2 separate regions of the Drosophila melanogaster genome follow, and region 1 is linked to region 2. A link is a contact called in public Hi-C data. All regions are on one chromosome and are shown on one strand. The core of a region is the stretch at or near the end of the contact, and the rest is flanking DNA. Distances in the headings are between cores, read along the strand shown.

Region 1 (3,603 bases), core at 222-2,721, 75 kb before region 2:
AACGATTGTCACCATAGTTCCCACAGCCAGCCGATCAATTCAATATTCATCTGTGAAAAGTTCGGAAAATTCGGCCGGCTGTGAAATAAAATTAACGCACTCCAAATCGGGCGAATCGGGCGTATCGGGTTTTTGTTTTGTGTGTGGGAGATAGAGGAAGATTCCGAGCAATAAATAAAGCGCAGCGAAAGTGCGACATCAACGACAAAATAACAATCCTATAAATCACTTATTGGTGATTCTGGCGGGGGAGGGGTGTCGCTGGTATATAGATATATGTAGGTACATATATCCCCTCTGTATACGGTGATAAATTGCTCCGTCACACAAACGACAAACGAAACAAAACAACAATGATAACTGCAGAATACATCGCATTGGCATCTATACGCAATTTCATTTAGTAAATTGCACACAGCGCATTCAAACGTAACTGCGATTTTTTTTTTTGTTTCCACTTAACCGGGGAAAATCACCCCCCTCGTCACGATTTTTCCGCAGGCTGGTTTAATTGACAGCGCGGCAATTGAAAATAAAAGAAGTTTTTGTTTGGAATCGAATCTCGATGTTGCGCGGGCAACAAGTGGCCGTCTCCGAAATATCCGAAATGTTGCCAGCCGGAAAATTCGTCTTGCATACCCGCCCGATTTTCCCCCCAGCATTCGTCGGTTACTTCGACAGCAAGATCGTAAAATGCTGTGCCGAAAAATAAGACGTTAAACTTTGGTTTTCCTCATTTCGAAATGTTGCAAGAGGTTTCGGCAACATGCTGCTAACTTCGAAGGATGTTTAGATAGTGTTCCCGAATATTCTTACAAAACTTATCGAAGTGTGAGATTTTCATCTTGCATATCAATCGGAAAAACCTTAGCTAGACATCATCTCCTCGCGATAGCACACTTTGCGTAATATATGTACATACGTGTAGCTCTTTTAAATGTGCCCCCGAATAAAGTAGTTACATTTTTAATGCTTCGTTCTGAAAGTTTGTTGACAAAGCTCCACAAAGATTGGGCAACAAAAACGTGTCAAAAAACCTGACACCAGTCGCTCGTAAAAGTGACGAAATGGGGCTTAAGTGCCACCGCCCAGTTTCTCCGCCCATTGTCGTTTGACCTTGCTGACACTCGAGAAGAAAAGAGCTGAATTCTTCGCCGCCTAACGGTAGACACTCTCCATCTCTTTTAGTCTCCACTGAAAACATATTTGGCCAATAACTGATATTAATATTCCTGTGCACTTATTACGTTATTTATGTAAATTAATTTCATTTTAAAAGAGCTCAGATTTTCGGTTTTATAAATTGCTATTATCTATGCACTTTACTTCTTAAACTTCTACCATCTCCCTTGCTTGATTACTTTCGGTTGGCAACATGCTGCGTCGCATCGGCTGGCAACATTTGGGGTTGCCAGATCTTGTGGCGCGGCAATAGCTGTGGTATTTTGCGGCGGCAGCGCTAGCGGTGCTTTCAGTTACGTTTCGACGGCCAACGCGTCGAGTGCTCTGCTTGCTGAGAGAAAGAAAAACACAAATAGAGACAACAGAAGTGGTTCTTCTTCTTCATACTCGCATTCTCTCGCGCTCTCTTCACCGTATGTGTTAACGGTCGTGGCGCGTCGTGTGCGTGTGTGTTAGTGTGCCAGTTAAACAATGAGAAATTGGTAATAATAAATAATAATAATAACTGCTCATAACAGCCATTATTTGGCCGTGCATGAGAAGAACTCAAAAAACATGTCGAGACAGCTCCACAAAAACCAAAAATAAACTGGCGGCATTCTTGTACATATTTTTTTTTTCAAAACTTTTTTTTTAGCGTGTGACAAAAAATACACAAATGTATCTCTCTCGCTCTGCTGAGTCTATGCTGTTTTGTTGTTTTAGCCCAAGATTCCAATGAGTCACGTGCAAAAGTTATTTCAATGAAAACCTCCATGAAAACCCTTTGAAAACTCACCCAATAATCGAGTTGGAAAAGTGCATACAACAAATATGAAAAAAAAGAGCAACATCACCTGAAAAGCAAGAAAAATAAAACGGAAAACAGGTTTTTGGGCCCGCTTCGCTGCCAACTTTATTGTTGTTACTACCAACAGTGTGCACTGGAAATTGACTCACGCTTGCAGCTGGCAAATAGGAAATATGAAACATACAAAAAAGAAACACGTTAAGAATTAGGAAAAGCCGGGCAAATTGATTCCACAACTAATCTGGAATGTTAACCACAGAACAAAAAAAAAAAAAAATAGAAAAGAATAGATTCTCAAATTTCACGACCAATTTCAGTCGGTTTCGTTTTTCCTTTGTCTGTCAAAATTGCCTTTATGTCGCATATCAAAAAGTTTATTTCGTTTGCTGCGGCTTTCTGCAAAAGTTTTAATGTGATTAAAAATATTTGTTTAAACTGTTAACAAGTCGGAATAAACTCAAAGTTGGTAAATTAACTTCATCGACTTCATAGAGTGCTTATTTGAAAACTTTTGCCGCTTTACTTTTGGCAGTTTTTCGAACAAGATGTTAGTTTCGCATTAATAAATTAGTTTATTGCGTTTTATCAAACCTAACCGAGCCATATTTTAATTAAGACTACAAAATCCTATTGAGTTCGTCCAATTCTAGGCAATCAAAACGGCAGATGTAATTACAATTTGTCGGTCGCGCCGAAAGTCAAAATCAAATCATTTGACAGCATTAATAATTCACGAATATCAAGTGGAAAACTTCTAAACTTTGTGCAACTTGAACAGATTCACAAAAACTCTACCGTTGCCAGAACTTCCCCTCTGGCCAAGTCTCTCATTATAATTAGCGTTTTCGAAACTTTATGAATATTTAAAACTGCTTCGCGGGTATTTTGTAACAATGTCTCAATTTGCCAAAAGCAAGAATGAAGCGAGATGAAAGCGAAATATTCTCAAGAATATTTCGCGTGCCGCAGACACACATACGCGCGGTTCCTATGAAAAAAAAAGTCAAGGCCTGCCCTAAATATCGATTATCCAGTAACTGTAATAACCGTAAGCCAAATGAGGGGGTGCGGTGGGAAAGTTCCGCTGTGCAAAGTGGGCGGGATTAGTGGCAAGACGAGCTCGCGAGGAAGTAACTACAGTTTTCCCTCGCCTGCATGCAAATATTTTTTGTTGCTAGGACTGTTATGAGTTTTCAAAAAAAAAAAAAAAAGAGCACTGCTTGCAAGGCGTCACTGTAAATGAAAATTAACTTTTATTGATCACTTATTCTACCTTTATTATTAGTCATTGCATTGAAGTCACGTTCAATTCTATAACTCAACCGTTTTTTATTTGGTTTACGATATTCTCTAAAGCGAGCGATAACTGTACTTTAGAACTTGTTGCAATTCAAGGACACTCAGCATAGGTGCAACTTCAGTAGACATAGAGAGAGAGAGAAGGCGAAAGAGAGCGAGAGAGACAAAGCTTGAGTCATGAATTATTGGAGAGACGCACGAACTTATGTGCCGATAAGAAATATACATTTCGCTCTCGAACCCAAAAGATAACGATCTACTGAGAACACAAACTTATAGATAAAATTCAGCTTAAGCAATCCTCTCCTACCTTATCCAAAGCCCCCCTTCCC
Region 2 (3,667 bases), core at 979-3,478:
ACAAAATAAAAAAAAAAAAAAAACAAAACGAAAAGCAAAAGCGAACTACGTATATGTTATCACGCCGATCTGAATGTATGTATGTACGTTAACGCCCCATGAGAGACGCATTTTTTATTTGATAGCCGTAAAAATCCTTAAAAACGCTGAGATCCCCCACTTTTCAGTTCGTTGCCTATGAGCTTTGTACCTTCTGTTGCCAATTAAGTCAAGCGCCTTGCCAGAGCTTTTTACCTATAAATATACACGATACTCTATGAAAGACCTATTGAATAACCCACGAAGCGAACCCAAGTCGAGATTACAGGAGGCTATATACACATTTGAATTTGGATGCGATTGTTTGAAAAACTGCTGGTCATTCGAGCATATGAAATATGTTTGCAAGAAACCGAACGCAGCTTTGTTCGGCGGCAGAGTGTAGCTTTTTATATGAACTAAACAAAATTGATGAAAAATTATACACTGAAACTGAAACGGGGGAAATAAATCTTATTTACTGTACTATAATTCCAATCGATGTAGTTTTAATTCCCATTTGGCGGTAATAATAAACCAGTATTGACCCAATCCCTTGTCAATGAAGCAACATTTTTTTTTTAAATAGGTTTCGATAACACTACCAATTTTATTTGCGTCAATTGGGAGGCACACAGGGGAAGCTTATGTATATCTAATGTAACTAATCTCCAACAATTTGCAAAACCTATAGGCCTATATATAATACAATGGGGCAACTTAAAGCGTTCTTATAGCTTAGGTACAACAAAGACAGAGAATTAGTTCATTTGGGTTTACCTTTCGAGGTAAAATAAATAACCTTCGTGCAGATAGACTAGGTACTATCTTACGAAGATATTATACAACTTTTCTTTGAGCATTATACAACTAGTAGTGTTTTCATATTTAAAATTTGCGCAAGTACGCGGTGTAGTTAGAAAAAATCTCATTTGATTTCAATCCGAAAATGTCTGGTTAAAAAAAAAAAAGAGTGACTTAGTCTGAACTTAAATCATCAAAATGTTTGCCTACACCATGTTTTTATAAAATATATAGAAAATATGAAGTAAAAAGTATTAAATAAATTGGGGCTAAACTATGAGGAGACGGAACACATTAAGTAAATTCACTAGGATGATAGTTTGCTATATATACAATTAGGTCCCGGGTTAGACCTCCATGCCGCCATCGGATCGCTGGCCCTTCTTCAGGAGCGCCTCCTCGGCGGCTAGCTTGGTCTTCTCAGTGCGCGTGTGCCAGACGAGCACATCCGTGCACCTATTGGCCAGTGGCTGCAGCTGATCCCTGGTGGTCAGATGCCTCAGGATCTCGCTCTCCTGATAGCCTCTTTGCACCTCGTACGAGAACGTGGCCTGCGGATTCCTGATGAAGAGATCCATGCTGATGGCGAAGGCGGCCATGTCGATGGGGAATGGTCTTTCCGGTCGCCAAGCGGCATTGAATCCGGTCACCTTAGTGCCATCCTCCGTAAGCAGGGGTCGCTCCACCATCAGACCGCCGACCAAACCCACCGGCCAGACGCCCACGCGACCCCTTTCGATTTTGCTCATCTCGGCGAACAGTTCCGTGGAGTAGGAGTTGTCGTCGTCCATGAAGAACACTATAGAGTGCCGATCGACGTCGACATGGTTCCTCAACCAGGCCAAAGCCAGATTTCTTTGCTCCACGCCGCGTGGCTTAATCCAGTTGGGGTCCTTGCCCTTCAGCTTGAACTCAGATGGCGTCTTGATGTTCAGCAACGTGGAACGCTTCTCCAATCCGGCTCTATCCAAAAGGTTTCTGACCAGCGGAGTGGTGGCGTTCGTGTCCTCCACAATGATCCAGTGCAGGTGCGGCAGCAGCATAAAGAGGTGAGATAGTCTGTTGGAATACGGGGCGTTACTTAAAGGTATTGGTATGTATGCGGTTTATGATTTACTCTACCTGGTTAGCTCGGCTTTCTGGGCGGGCCGTGGATACGTTGGCGTTACGGCGTAAATCGTGGGTAACGTGTCGCCTTGGACGAACATGGCCTGGAGGTATTCTGGACCCTGGCATGTGCGCTTCCCGTTTCGGTGCACCATCATCAGCACCACGAGGAAGACAATGATCAGGATGAGGACCTGGCGCGGGCGAATGCGGACCTCCGACATCCTGCGGCAGTTGGTAAAAACCGAATTTTGTTAAAACAAACAAATCGGCGAGCTGTGTGCCTAAATAACGACATGCTAGCGGAACGAACGGTCGCACCATCAAGTTCCGGGCAACTATCGATATTCTTCGTCTCCAGTGTGGTTACACTTAAGGTTTATTATAGGAAATGTATTTTACTATACTTTAAGAATAAAAACAAAAAAGACAACTTATACCGTGTTTTATTTATCTGTTTAAATTTAAATTCTGCAAAATCAACCCCTGACATTCAGTGTCCGAAATTCAGAATTTCACAATTTGACGAACAAGATCATATTGTTCCCAGCAGACACCTACTTCCAATTATGATCGCCTGGTGCGAATTAATTGGAAATCTGCCCAAAACCGCGAAAATCAGTCCTAATTTTGTAGTGCAAATCGGCGAAAAACCTATCCCACGTACCAGGCAAACAGAAATGCTAGGAAGTGACCAACGCCAAAGTGACCAAATTTTGTTTCCAGTAGACACCTTTCTGCTAATTATGATCGCCTGGTGCAAAGAAATTGGAAATCTGCCCAAAACCGCGAAAGTCAGTCCTAATTTTGTAGTGCAAATCGGCGAAAAACCTATCCCACGTACCAGGCAAACAGAATTGCCAGGAAGTGACCAACGCTCATTTTGTTTCCAGTAGACACCTTCCTGCTAATTATGATCGCCTGGTGCAAAGAAATTGGAAATCTGCCCAAAACCGCGAAAGTCAGTCCTAATTTTGTAGTGCAAATCGGCGAAAAACCTATCCCACGTACCAGGCAAACAGAATTGCCAGGAAGTGACCAACGCTCATTTTGTTTCCAGTAGACACCTTTCTGCTAATTATGATCGCCTGGTGCAAAGAAATTGGAAATCTGCCCAAAACCGCGAAAGTCAGTCCTAATTTTGTAGTGCAAATCGGCGAAAAACCTATCCCACGTACCAGGCAAACAGAATTGCCAGGAAGTGACCAACGCTCATTTTGTTTCCAGTAGACACCTTTCTGCTAATTATGATCGCCTGGTGCAAAGAAATTGGAAATCTGCCCAAAACCGCGAAAGTCAGGCCTCATTTTGTTAGGCAAATCGGGGAAAATACGATCCCATGTACCAGGCAAACAGAAATGCCAGGAAGTGACCAACGCTCAATTTGTTTCCAGCAGACACCTTCCTGCTAATTATGATCGCCTGGTGCGAAGAAATTGGATATCTGCCCAAAACCACGAGAAATTAAATAAAAACTCACTATTTTGGTTTTTAATATTTTATTCACTTATATTGTATAAATAATATCCTATGTCTTAATAATAATAGAAAACTAATAATAATAATAGCTTAATTTCTAACACGCCGGTCGCATTTCCGCTCGATGATGTCCTCCAGTTGCCTTCTGCCGGTGCCCAAGGGATAGATCTGATGCAGGAAATCTGGTACCTTAGTTTACACCATCAGCTCCATTCATCAATACTTAAACCTGCAATATCCTATGTGTACCCAACCCTCG

What was found. Hi-C and Micro-C count contacts between places; a contact is called where the count stands out from the background.
Region 1: a contact with region 2 is called in a Hi-C map of the Kc167 cell line, with 2.5 times the contacts expected there. The contact joins the promoter of Fas2 here to the promoter of GlcAT-I in region 2. A contact is called at or near these places in 26 of 107 Hi-C or Micro-C datasets (the D17-c3 cell line, the Kc167 cell line, the OSC cell line and 14 more) and 1 of 6 datasets of contacts at active chromatin or transcription factors (the Kc167 cell line).

What each region holds. Positions count from the first base shown.
Region 1 is chrX:4,203,961-4,207,563 of dm6, reverse strand. Fas2 (Fasciclin 2) reads left to right here and starts at 1,471. Exons shown (of 10, transcript NM_001272308.2): 1 at 1,471-1,664.
Region 2 is chrX:4,129,772-4,133,438 of dm6, reverse strand. It overlaps GlcAT-I (Glucuronyltransferase I), which reads right to left and starts at 2,228. Exons shown (of 2, transcript NM_167003.3): 1 at 1,945-2,228; 2 at 606-1,881. The coding sequence starts at 2,153. The coding sequence ends at 1,170. tyf (twenty-four) reads right to left here. Exons shown (of 8, transcript NM_001297924.2): 8 at 3,423-3,667. Fas2 (Fasciclin 2) reads left to right here. Exons shown (of 10, transcript NM_001272308.2): 10 at 1-552.